3 separate regions of the Mus musculus genome follow, and all the other regions are linked to region 1. Evidence: chromatin contacts called from public HiChIP or PLAC-seq data. All regions are on one chromosome and are shown on one strand. Each heading gives the region's core, a stretch centred on a gene start, on an enhancer-like site or on the middle of the called end of the contact. The rest is flanking DNA. Distances are from core to core; before and after follow the strand shown.

Region 1 (4,245 bases), core at 702-3,201:
CCTCTGGAAGAGCAGTCAGTGTGCTCTTACCCGCTGAGCCATCTCACCAGCCCGGTATTTGTTTTATCCATCAGAGATATAACAAATATCCAAATCGTGGGCCTCTGAGATGACTCAGACAGCGAAGGTACTTACTGCCAAGACTGACTACCTGAGTTTGATAGACACAGCCGACTCCACCAAGTTATCCGCTCATGAGCATGAACACATGAATACACACACACACACACACAGAGCAAGCCCTGCAATGACATCCTATCTAGATTCCTGAACTAGCACAGGTGGCCTCTGCCATGCCCTAAAGCTCTATTTCATCAGCTTTCTTAACTGCTCCTGGGCTACCAGCAGTAATCAGAATTCTGACAGTCTGCACCCCGCCTGGTGCTATCCACTTATAAAAAGGGAATTATCCCATAGGGAAGCAGTTACCAGAGCAGATCGAAACTCTCTCCTAGCAGAGGCAAAGAGACCAAAGATCAACCTGCAGAGTCAGGAGGGAGGAAAGTTCAGGAACGCAGCTGCCTCTAAGGTCAGCACTCCAAACCTGGGCAGGGAAGGTGAGAGGCTGGCTGCTGCGTCTTCATTTCATTTTAATAAACACGTATGGAATCTCAGGGTTTTCCACTTTCTAGCTGTGTCACATCCTAAGACGCTTATCGATGAGTTAGTTCCTCATCTTGAGAAGATAGAAGGGTGGTGTTCTGTCTTCCTGACTTTACAGGATCAGGTGGCAAAACACACGAGAAAGAACTTTCTACACAGAAAAGCACTATGGGTATTCTTGTTTATATACATTATCTGTTCCAACTTCCTGAACTTCCAGATGGGGAAACCCAAGCTCACGATGAGATGTGGGTCTCTTAATTCTGAAAGTCTGCTACATGTCAGAGAGTTTACTAACTCCACAGAAACAAATCCTGTGTCTTTCTCCTTCCCAGCTGGTATTAAAATTTTCTTTGGTCACTTCGGTTACAAACGCAAAAATGAGGGGGAGGTTACCAGGTAAAGTGAGACGATTGGGTAGCGAAGACAAGATCACTATTCCCTCCCTGGGTTGGGAGGTCTCAGACCTAGGCTATTAGCTACCTGGAGCTCAGCAGCCGTAGCAGTCCATAAGACCCGCCACCCGGGCTTGCTGAGGAAGAAGGTGGGATAGGGTGGCTGACACTGGGATCTTCAACAATCCATCCACTCCGAAACACCGCTTTCAAGAGACTGCAGGAAGGACTGCGAGTTGGAATGTCTTATTTCGCTAAGGGTTCTCTGATTGGAGCGAATGAATTCCTTCCCTCTCTAGAACCCATTCTCCCTTAGAATAGTTATGTTTATTTTCCTGAACTATAATATTTCCCAGGCCGGCCAGTGGCCCTGAGCCACCGAACAGCCCTCTGGGAGAAGTAGTTCGCTTTCGCGTCCACAAGAGTCCTCTTCACCGGGTCTCCCAGCGCGTCTCCTTCCCAGAAACCTCACATTCCAGAGGCCTCCACAAGCACTGGGAAGGGGTTGGGAGCCGGGCCCTCGGGGGTCTCCAGGGGGCCAGCATCCTAGAGACCGCGGCACCGCTGGACTACGAATCCCAGCAGCACCCGCGCGCGCCAGTGCGCAGGCGTAGCCGCGCCTCGCCACCCCTCCCCCCTCCGCCAACTGCTCCCGTCGGTCCGTTCCCGTGGTCCCCCGATCCGTGCTAATGCCCCCTTCGGTCCCTGCGGCGCCTCCCACTCACCGCTGACTCGTGGCGTCGGGTAGAGCCGCTGCGCCTTCTCCAGGAAGCGCAGCGCCCGCTCGGGCTGGTTGCTTTGGATGGCCTTGAGGGCGATGCTGATACAGCGCTCGGCTTCATCCTTGTTGGATTCCATGGCGGAACCCGAGCACGGAACCAGGGAGGGGGAGGCCGGGCGAGCGAAGGGCTGCGCCAGCCGCCGGCGCGTCGCGGGGCAGGCCGGCGCGGAAGGATGACATAACCCTCCGCCCCTCCTTCCCGGGATTTGAGTGAGGGTTGAACCCGGGCGGAAGCCCTACCGTATGTCTCCTAAGAAAGGGGCGTTCGGTTCGGAGGCGCTAGAACGCGCGGGCGCTCTAGAGCGCAAATGCTGAAGTTGAGTGTGCGCGCACGTTCGGGTGGTAGCCTCTGCGTTCCAGTCCGACTATCTGTGAATCGTACAGATGTTTACCGATTGTCAGACGCTGCTGTCTGATGTGGCAGTGGTATCAAAACAAAACCGTGTCCTCACAGAGCTTTCGTGGGTGGGGAGAAGTCAAGTAAACGGAAACATTCAGATAGTGACACAGTCAAGGCAAATATCGAAAAGTAGAGGGATGGAAGGGAGGGCTACCATTTAAGATAGCTTAATATATCAGAAACTCATTTTACAGGCTCTGAACTCTAAAGAAACAGGAACATGTGATTGGAGGAAGGGTGGTTCGACTGGAGGAAATAACAGATGGAAAGGCTCCGCATAAGGATTTTCGTTGTGAGTTATTGCGGGGATTAAGGAGGAGTTTACAGGAGTCACTACAGAGTCACACCAGTCAGGATGCAGCTCAGCCTACCTCCCACTTAAGTGACAGCAACTTAGTGAAGGTTGCCAATGACTTCCACTAGGCTAAATCTCCTGGCTATTTCTTAGCCCTTGCACTATGGTCTTTCACAAGAAACTACAATAAACCAAATGAATGTTAAAGGGTGCAATGCGATGGTGGTGTAAGCCTTCAATCCCAGCCCTTGGGAAGCAGAAGGACTCTGAGTTCAAGGCCAACCTGGTCTACAAAGTGAGTTCCAGGACAGCCAAAGGTACAAAGAGAAACTCTGTCTCGAGAAACAGACACAAACAAAAGTTAAAGAGCAGCTGTTATAATCAAGTGAGACTCGGTGAATATATATTCATCGAGTTGCAGATACACACACATATACATATATATAAAGCATAAATATATAACATAAACATATAAAACATATAAACACACACACACACACACACACAACTAGAAAAGATCATCCGAGTGAGATAATCCACACTCAGAAAAACAAACATGGTATCTCACTTATAAGTAGATTATAGCCATAGATAGAGTACAGGATAACCATTCTACAATCCACAGACCCAAAGAAGCTAAGTAACAAAAAGAGCCCAGGAAAGGATGTTTGAATCTCACTGAGAAGAGGAAATGAAATAGTCACAGGGGTAGAGGGAGGGATGGAGCAGGGTTGGAAAGGAGGTGGGCAGGGGAAGAGGAGGGGTGAGTGTTGGGAGAACTGCCATGGAGACTTAGCTGGGTCGGAACTCCCTCTGAGAAGTTTGAATATTAGATGTTTGATATAGGGAGGATGTATTGGCGATGGGAATGGCAATCGGGATTGTGCAACCATACGGTGTAGGGAAGACGGAGGGAGGGCTGACGGTGGAGACCATGCTTAGAAGGTGTAAAACCCTGGCTTTAATTCCCCAGCAATGCCCCTTTCCACCAAGACAAAAATAACAGAACAAGAAGCTTGAGCAGAATCCTAATTTTGAAAATTATCAACGGATGTGAATTTTTTTAAATGTACGAATGCCCTCTCTGCATGTACACCTGCATGTCAGAAGAGGGCATTAGATCCCTTCATAGATGGTCGTGAACCACCGTGTAGTTGCTGGATATTGAACTCTGGAAGAGCAGCTAGTGCTCTTAACTGCTGAGCCGTCTTACCAGTCACGAATGCTTTTAAAGCAAACCATGGGATTAGATACACCAAGATGTAAGTGCGGAGCAGAGGGGAGCTGGATTACAGAGCCCTCCATTACTCAGAGGGTCGGAGGGAGAGGGGCTTGAGGAGAGGAGAGTACACTGAAGTGTGGTGTGAAGGAAGAAATATGAGTCACTTAGGGGCCAAGTGAAGTGGATGTTTCTAATGGAGGAAGGTTTCACATGATGAAATTTTATGTCGAGGCCAAGCAATATAAGCACGGAGAGATGCTGGCGGTGTGAGCCGCTGCGTTCACTGTGATGCAATTGTTTCAAGTGTGTTCCCAAGGGGCTCTGTGTGCTCTTAACACGGGGTGTTCTGTAGCGTTTTCTTCTTTTAAAGAGCATGTAGACCATGTCTTCTCTTTTTCTCTATCTTTGATGCAATTGTTTCAAGTGTGTTCCCAAGGGGCTCTGTGTGCTCTTAACACGGGGTGTTCTGTAGCGTTTTCTTCTTTTAAAGAGCATGTAGACCATGTCTTCTCTTTTTCTCTATCTTAAAAATTTTATTTATTTTTATTT
Region 2 (4,034 bases), core at 510-3,009, 84 kb after region 1:
TTGAGAGCCACCTGGTGGGTCCTGGGAATTGAACCCAGATCCTTGGGACAAGCGTCCTGGACTGTTATCCCGAGTCTCTTCTGCAGCCTCCTCACACAGTCTGTAATGCTGTGGTAATATCATAGTTTCTGGTGAAAAACCACAGCCCACTTTTTCACATTTAAGAAAATGCTTGCTCTGGTCTTCTCTCAACACTTTGACAAGAATAAGGCAGGTCATACTGTATATAGATTTTTTCCCTCAAAGAAAAAATATTAGTAAAATACCTTTACCTTTATAACCAACAGTTGTATTACTTTACAAGGGAGGAGGCTGCTCATAGGTCTTTTTTCTTAAAATATAAACAAACAAAAAACCTCCTTTAAATATGTACTTTGCTTGTTAAAGTTATAAATACTTAAAGGAGTAAAGTACCTTTTATTGAATAATTCAAGCTAAAACCGAGAATGGAATAAGAAACTATAAATTTATTATTATCTCTATTTTGCTTTGTAGAAGCAAAAGAGTAAAAGAGAAGCAATCCCGATGAAAACTCTGCTTTGTTTGCTTGCATGTAATTAAGAGTCAACTCTGTGGGGCTTTGAGGTTAAGAGTACTGGCTGTTCTTCCAGAGGACCCGGGTTCAGTTCCCAGCACCCACCTGGCAGCTCACACCTGCCTGTAACTTCAGTTCTAGGGGATCTGACACCCTCACACAGACAGACAAGCAGGCAAAATGCCAATGCACATCAAATAAATAAATAAATTGTGAGGAAAAAAGAAAGAATCAACTCTGGACCCGGCAGCTTGGTAGCACGTGCCTACAAACCAGTACTTGGAAGGCAGAGCCAGGAGACTAAGTTTGAGGCCAGCATGATGTACAAAATGTGTAATCAACCCAGCCAGGTCTATGCTAAGAAATCCTGTCTCAAAAAGCCAGGATCAAAAACAAAAGCCAAGACAAATACAGGCTGTGAGGACAACCAAGCCCAGCTGGAGGCCTTCCTGCCCCGTCCTTTTCTGTAACCACTTGGCCTTTGTCTCTCACAGGCAATGTGATCCCTGCCTGCACTGTTAGAGCAAGAAACGGTACACACAGTTATGCTTGGATGGATCCAAACATGATTCTAGGGGCTCCTTAGGCACTCTGAAATTAACCCCTCTGGGCTAGACTATAGTGTTGTGCACAGTGCACAGTGGCAGAGCACTCGCCTGGCTTGGGCCAGACTTAGGTTAGACCCAACACTGAAAGCAATAGCAACAGGCAGGCAAGCCAGCTGGTACATAAATACATTTGCCACCAAGCCCAAGAACTTGAACTTAATCCCCAGATCTCATAGATTAGAAGAGTAAATTTTAAAAAAGTATTAATCTCATTTTCTCTAATCCTTAACAATTTATTTATTTGGATTATGTGTGTGTGTGAGACGAATGTGCAGGCCCATGTGCTATGGCCCACTTGTAGGGATCGGACAACCCCGTAGAATCAGTTCTTTCTTTTCACTGTGGGAATAAGCAAAAGAAACTTAACCTAAGTGCTACCATTTTGTTTTCACATTCCATTTAATCATAGGAGAAACTAAATAAAGGTCCCAGGTTCTAGGAGAGCTAGGAACTTCCCAATAGCTGAACAGCTTCTCTTAGTGAGAAGGCTCGGCTGATTCCATGACAGGCTTCAAACTGGCAGTTCAGGAGACGAGGCCTAAATCTCAGTTTCTAAGAACTGGGCAAGCCCAGGCAAGTCCTGCCCTCAAAGCTGCCCACCACCTGGCCCGAGGCAAAGACAATGGGTCGGCAGCAGTTTCCAGACTTCACACCTTGAAAATGGTTCCAGAAAGTCTAGAGGTGGAGTAAGACAAAGGTCATCTATCCCAGAATTCCAATGTGTTTTAAAGCGAGCCTTCTTCAGGCTCACGTGATTGTCTCTCTATCCTGGTAATGGGAGAATGCTGGACTTCTGAAGAATAAAACACTCTGCGCTTTCATACTGTTTTGAGTCTGGGGTTTCATTCTTCGGGGAAGCATGGACCCTTACATTATAAGGAAAAAGTTGTCCCAGTCCAGACATCTCAAGGACAACCTCTCCATCTTGCTGGCAGGGTCAAACAAGGTCATGTTCCAGGCCCAGGAACCGACTCCTATCCTGATTGGTGAAAACTCCCTTGCTCAACCCCTTAAGTCAAAATATGACTGGACAATGCTACAGCCCACTCCGCTCCCTCTCGCTGCGTGGTCTCATCCTTTAAATGTGCTGTGTAATTTCTCTCTAGGGTCCCAGTTCAGCTCCCAAGTCTGTTCTGTGGCCCGGATCAATCAGTAGCAGCTTGATTACAGTAAATTTTTGTCGTCTGCATTGACGTGGTGTTTGAGTTAAGTTGGATTTAGTGGATCCTACGCACTACCTATATGTGGCTCTGGGGCTGGACTCAGGTCAGAAGCATCTTTACTCTCTGAGCCACTTGCTGGGTCTCTCTATTCTTATTGATAGTGGTGAATAGTTAGCCCATTTCTTTGTGCCCTGCTTTTAGGATTTTTTCCCTATTAAACAAGGTAATCTCTCTCTCTATATATATATTTGCCCAGAAACATAAGACAGTCATTAAGTGACTGGCTGATTATACACTATCCACACAGACCCCCAACTCATTTCATAATTTCTTTGTTGTATGTTCTAGTTAGTCTTTATTCTTGCATAAATTAGTTTTTTACTTTCTTTGACATGACAGTTCCTTTCCCCCAAATTAAAATTAACCATAATCTTTCAAAGAATTCTCTAGTATCTTTCATTTTGATTGACATCTTTCTTGCTACAGTCTTCAAGAAATCAATGAATATATTAACTGGAATTAGACTCGGCACCTGTCTCCAAGGAACCCTGCTCACTCATTTCTGGCAGCCTTAGATGGAATTCTTAACCTAAAAAAGAGTTTTAAGGAAGCAACTTTGTATTCTTACATCACTTCTTTAAAACTGTGTTTTTGTTGCTGTTGCTCTCAAATAGAGAAAGGGAGAGGGGAGGAATGGGACAAAGGCTGTCAGAGTGTAAGAGCACTCAGACAGGGCAGAGCTCAGCAGGTGATCGTTCTCATGATGCTGCAGCTGGCTTGGGTAACAAACAGAATAGTCTTCTCTGTCCTGGGAGTGATACCTGGGTAGCAAAGGAACCAGAAACGGACTTCTGGAGAAGGCCAAATGCTACAACTTTGGTCCTTTTCAGCCCCTAAAATCTAAACTGTGTTGAGTCCCATAGAAACCATAGCACAGGCTAAAAAGAACAAAACAAACCGAGAACCAATCATGTAAGGAACAGAAATAGCTCTGTCTGAGAGGAATTGTGAAGGTACCAGGCTCCGAGCAGACACTACCACACAGCAGCTGTGGCTGTCGACAGTATCAGTGTCTCCACCTGTGATATGGGTGTGTCCTCTCCTCTATCACATGGACTCTGATAGAGCTGATGAGAATGAAAGAAAGGCCAGCTGGTGCATGGTTTTTAATGCCAGTACTCAGGAGGCAGAGTCTCTGTGAGTTCCAGGCTAGCCAAGAGAACCTGTCTCAAATAAAAAGTTAAGATATGCAAAGTGCCTGGGTCAGAGGCAGCCACTTGTATAACATTCACAGGCGTCCCCTCCTCTCAGCCTTCTGGAAATGCAGAGTGATGGATCAAACTTCCTTTATTCTCAAAACTGCTGTTCTGAGAAAAAGGCAGAAAAGAGCAGATAAATGGAACCATAAATCTCCTCCATCTCAAGTTTTAAAGGAGACAAGGCACGGAATAAACTAGTAAGAGACAGGAAGAACGATGGAATTATAAAGCCCCAGCAAAGGTATTGAGATTTATTAATCATCTCCACTTGCCTCTTAGCAGTGATGATGAGATTTTATTTCATGCTCAGTGAAGGGAGAAATCACCCAAACTTGGAAAAGTGAAATTAGAAGTGTTTCATAAAAACAAAGCTTGCTGCCATTTCCAGATGTCTTCTCAGAAAACGATTTCAAAGTGAACGAACAGCCTTTTGGTCTCTCAGCTGGGATGCCTTGTGTGCAGCTGCCTG
Region 3 (4,399 bases), core at 22-2,521, 130 kb after region 1:
TCCCCCACAGCCAATCATTACTGGCAAGAAGAATGCCTGGTTTTGTCCATGACAGAAACAACATCTTACTCAAATGGCCTGATTACCATCAGAAGGGATCCAGTTTACACACCACATGGATAGATCACTTTAAGAGTGACAGGGGCAATAAAAAGACAGACAGACAGTACTTTCCAAAATGCCAGCTGACCACATTATGACACAGTGGGACACAGAACAGCTTGATTCTAGTTTCTAAATCCAGTTATTAAATTTGCATGTTTCATATTTTCTTTCCTGAAATGAAAAATTTTCATTTATTATCAGTTTCTAACTGTGCTTTATCTGGAAGGCAGAGGCAGAACAGCTCAAATTTAAGACCAGATTGGGCAATCGCCTCAAAATCCACCATTCTGAAATCCCAAACCAAACCCCCGAACCAAAAAAAACCATCACCACCAACAACTGGGCAGAGCACACTATTGTTACTTTTATTCAAATAGTAATAAGGCAAGAACATTTGATGAGAAAAAAGTCCTATTAATGAATCAGTCTGCCTTCATTTTAGGCTTAAAGGCCATCTTTTAGTTATGACAAATTAGGTTCCTTCCTTCCCTGTTTCTCAAGGATTAGGCTATGCCCCACCTGTAATCTTAACTACAAAGGGCTTTGTCCTGCCTGTTCCAGGAAATGACAACCATGCCTTTGTTTTAAAAGGTTATTATGGCCACCTGTTGTCATGAACACCCTGCTATGATTACTTTATGGCCATGTTGCAACCCTACCTCTGTTTAAAATGTTCTTGTGACCACCTTATTTTTGCTCCTGTAACTCCACCTATCTTGTGGTCAAATCCCCCATTTGGAACCTCTTACCCCTCAGCTATAAATATCTTGTCTTCCTCATGTCCAAGGCTGACCTGTTGCACCCCGCCTTAGGGGGAGGCAGCTCATGTACATGCATTTAAAAAGCTTGCTTTAATTAACTGCTTGCTTTAATTAATTTGGCCATGATGATTTGAGTAGGCAGTGTTTCTCACATCTTTGGGATTAACACTATTTACGAATAGGTCAAATTCTAAAAGAGGCATATGAAAGTAGAATACAGCACTCAGGACAGCTCCACGGGCCCCCTACTGTGTGACCTGTCTCGTGACCTAGCTTGCCTATCCTCTTAACTGTAAAATGTAAAATGCACAGTCCCGGGAAATGATGCTACAGATGGAATGAGCAATTATGTATCAGCACGGATAGTGCCTGACAGACAAGCAAACAATGCAAAGACTTTGCCTTCCCTCGCCCATCTTCCCTCCCTCCCTTCCTTTTTCCCTGAGAGGAAGTCTCACTAGGTAGACTTTGCTGGCCTGGAACTCATTCTTTAGACTAGGCTGCCTTGAACCTTGCCTGTTTAACATAGCAAAGCCGACTGCCCGCCCACCCAAGTCTGTACTCACAAGTACCCGTCACAGTCATCCTGGCTAGTGTACCCCTTCCCCAACTTTAAACCTCCCCAGCCTTGAGTGTTGCTTCCCCAGTCCCTTTTCCTATACAGCTCAGCCGTTCTGCCTACATGTCTTCTGTGTCTCCTGGCTTGCTTTCTGGTCTGGTTCTTCTCTTGGGGTCTCGGCTTCCTGCTTCCTTCCCCACGGTCCCATGTGTTCTTTCTCTCTTGGTTTCCTCTCTCCTGTCTCTCTCACAGCCCCTACCCCTACCCTCTTCTCCTGGCCCAGTTCAGTCTGGACTCTCCCAGGCGCCTCTGGCTGTACCCTCCTCCATAGCTACAAAAAACCTTCTCTTCCGCCACACCTGGGAGGGTCACGTCCTCATTTTTCCATTCATACCCCAATAATACTAGTTAAAATATCTGTGCAAGCTTCAGGCTTCAAGAAGCCTTGTCCACAAGCTCATTCATTGTTTTGGAATCTAGTTTCTCCTGCCTTCCTTTTTAAAAATTTCCTTATTGTAAAAGACAGAAAATATAAGGGATATATCCTATTATAGATGGCATTGGTGGCTAAACAAAAATATAAATCAGAAGCAAAAATATTAAAATTCTGCCTATTTTTATCTGTATTTAGCACCAGTAAGACCTGAATTCATATATGAATTCAATAGAATGTGGACTTGACTGATTTTAAGTCTCTCAGAGGTGGGAGGGTGAAAGTGTTAGGGCCATCGATTGACAGGTGGGACTTCATAATACTTCAGTGCCTCGTACAGCCACGGAAACAGTCAACAGAGCGCAGTGGAAGCCTGCGGGCGGGGAGAACCCAGTGGCGTGTCAATAACCTTTAAAGAGCTTTGGGGGCTGAGGTTGCAGTTTAGTGGTAGAGCACATACACTTTACATGCAAGAGGCTCGTTCGATCTCTATCATAAACATGAAAGACAGACTGACTGACAGATAGGAAAGAAGGAGATGAGGGAGAAAGGGAAGGTTGGAAAGATAGGGAGGGGAGAGGAACGAGACTTGGGACGATGGTGAATGGTCTGTTTCAACGGGAATCTGCTGCTGCTGCTGTGTTTGAAACAGGATAAGAACTTAGTCATCTTTGGGAGAGAAGGCCAGGGTGACATCAAAGCTCGGCCACAGCATCCCTGCATCCCTGCTCAGGAAGCGATCACATCCGCAGCATGAAGTTCCCCCCTTCGATGTCTGAAGGGAACGTGACCGCATCTGATTCCAGGCGTGTGCTTACTTCATGTCACAGGAATAGAAAGTGCAGGGTGCATCTCTCTATATTTAGATTGCCAAGGAGGAGGAGTGAGACACAAAGGGACCCAAAGACTAGAAAACACACAAAATACGTCATACCAATTAAAGACAGCAACTAAGACTAGACACATGACACTACTGTAAAATAAAGCTCTGTTTGGAAATAAATATTTTGTTTTATAGGGTAATTACTAGATGCTAAAAACATCAAGTGGAAATTATAGTTTTTAATAAAAAATAATGTATAGTACATGAAATGATTATAGCAACAAATCTTGGGTGAAAACATGTATATTAGGAGGGGTGTAATAAAATCCCCTGTATTTCCATATGCTATATCATCACTACTTCTAACAGTACTAACAAATTATTAGTTTTTAAAAGAATTTTTTACATTTTTTTTCTTTTTATGTGTGTGCTTCATATATGTTCTGTGTAGGCTGGTGTGCCTGTGGGGTCAGTCCTCTTTCCACCAGGTGCATTCTGGGAAGAGAACTCAGGTCAGGAGGCTTGTTGCCCCATCGTACCCTTACCCGCGGAGACAAGCTGTTTATAAAAGGATCTGTTAGCTATCCAATGCTGTAAAAGGGTTTTTTGTTTGTTTGTTTTTGTTTTTTTCAAATTTATCATCAGAGAAAATCTGAAGTCATCAAAGACTTGAAGCTTTGGAACTTTTGATCTTAGTCTGAATATTAAAAATACCATTCTTCTATAATGCATACTCTTCAAGCAGTATCAGCTATAGGCATCAGCATTCTTTACTTAAGACCTCTGAGTAGACAGCTCTGAAATGCAAGATGATAAAGGATAGGCCAGCTTTCAGGAAAGAAGAAATCTCCCAGGGTTCTACCCCTAAGCAGAGAGCTGCAGGCAGTTAAGGCCTGCTGAAAGAGGAGATTCAGTCATCCCACAGGGAGGAGCCCCTTAACTGGTTATCCAATCCCAAGTGGTCAGCCCTGACATCATCCACATACAAGCAGACTACACAGAGCCAGCAGACTATAGTTACATATGTATGCATCTATACATCCACAGACCAGCAACAGAGAGGCCTGGGATATGGGAGGGGTTGAAGGGAGGGAAAGAAGGGGGAAAGAACGTATAATTATAATTTAATTAAGAAATATTTTCAAACCTGGCCCTTTCCTTCCATGCTGACCCTGTATAGACTTTTCTTCTTCCTTTTGAAGAACTTATCCTGAGAGGGAAAGCCTGCTGAGCTGGCAGCTTTATGGGATAGTAAAACTGAAAGGCTCCTTTTCAATGACCGAGAGTGATGGAGCATAATGGGATTTCTTTATCAGGTAAGAAGTAAAGAACTGAAAGTACAAGACAAACGTGCAAGTTCTTCACAACTGCTACAAAAGCACGATAGAGATCATTACAGTTTCATACTTAGGATTATTGCTATACACTGTCAGAAGGTTCAATCAGGTAGGCGTCCACATGAAATGTGAGTGCAATACAGGGGTGCTCTGTCATCTTTATGGCGATTTTTGAGTTAATATTCCAAAGTCAGTAAACACTGAATTCAGCCTCAATATATGACAAACCATGAGTTACCTTACATGGAAAAACATTAAAAAAAAAAACAAAAACCCAGCAAAAACCCTGGCTTGATTTCCTGTGCAGGATCTCCTGAAGATGCAGGCCTCTGAACCCAAACGAACTTTTTTCCAGCAACTAAACAGTATTCACAGATCCGT

The links. HiChIP or PLAC-seq counts read pairs in DNA pulled down with a chosen protein or histone mark.
Region 2: a contact with region 1 is called in an H3K4me3 HiChIP or PLAC-seq map of embryonic stem cells, with 19 read pairs. The contact joins the enhancer-like site here to the promoter of Dnajb12 in region 1. A contact is called at or near these places in 1 of 15 datasets of contacts at CTCF or cohesin (embryonic stem cells), 7 of 484 Hi-C or Micro-C datasets (embryonic stem cells, muscle stem cells, myocytes and 2 more), 3 of 115 datasets of contacts at active chromatin or transcription factors (bone marrow-derived dendritic cells, embryonic stem cells and epiblast stem cells) and 2 of 9 other capture datasets (adipose tissue and liver).
Region 3: an H3K4me3 HiChIP or PLAC-seq map of embryonic stem cells shows a contact between it and region 1, with 13 read pairs. The contact joins the enhancer-like site here to the promoter of Dnajb12 in region 1. A contact is called at or near these places in 1 of 39 promoter capture datasets (hippocampal neurons), 1 of 484 Hi-C or Micro-C datasets (CD4 T cells), 4 of 115 datasets of contacts at active chromatin or transcription factors (all in embryonic stem cells) and 3 of 9 other capture datasets (adipose tissue, liver and pancreatic islet).

Annotation. Positions count from the first base shown.
Region 1 is chr10:59,877,289-59,881,533 of GRCm38.p6, reverse strand. It overlaps Dnajb12 (DnaJ heat shock protein family (Hsp40) member B12), which reads right to left and starts at 1,951. Exons shown (of 9, transcript NM_019965.3): 1 at 1,724-1,951. The coding sequence starts at 1,856.
Region 2 is chr10:59,793,011-59,797,044 of GRCm38.p6, reverse strand. The region is part of intron 8 of Micu1 (mitochondrial calcium uptake 1); the gene reads right to left. Among named protein-coding and RNA genes, the nearest start is that of Gm17059, 5.2 kb to the left of the region's middle. Within about 2 kb of position 1,759, at least 15 of the 459 cell types and tissues checked have an H3K27ac peak or open chromatin away from gene starts, as enhancers often do. A contact at or near this core is called in embryonic stem cells and liver, where this site is marked.
Region 3 is chr10:59,750,618-59,755,016 of GRCm38.p6, reverse strand. All of the region lies in intron 5 of Micu1 (mitochondrial calcium uptake 1), which reads right to left. Among named protein-coding and RNA genes, the nearest start is that of Gm17059, 47 kb to the left of the region's middle. Within about 2 kb of position 1,271, at least 16 of the 459 cell types and tissues checked have an H3K27ac peak or open chromatin away from gene starts, as enhancers often do. A contact at or near this core is called in embryonic stem cells, where this site is marked.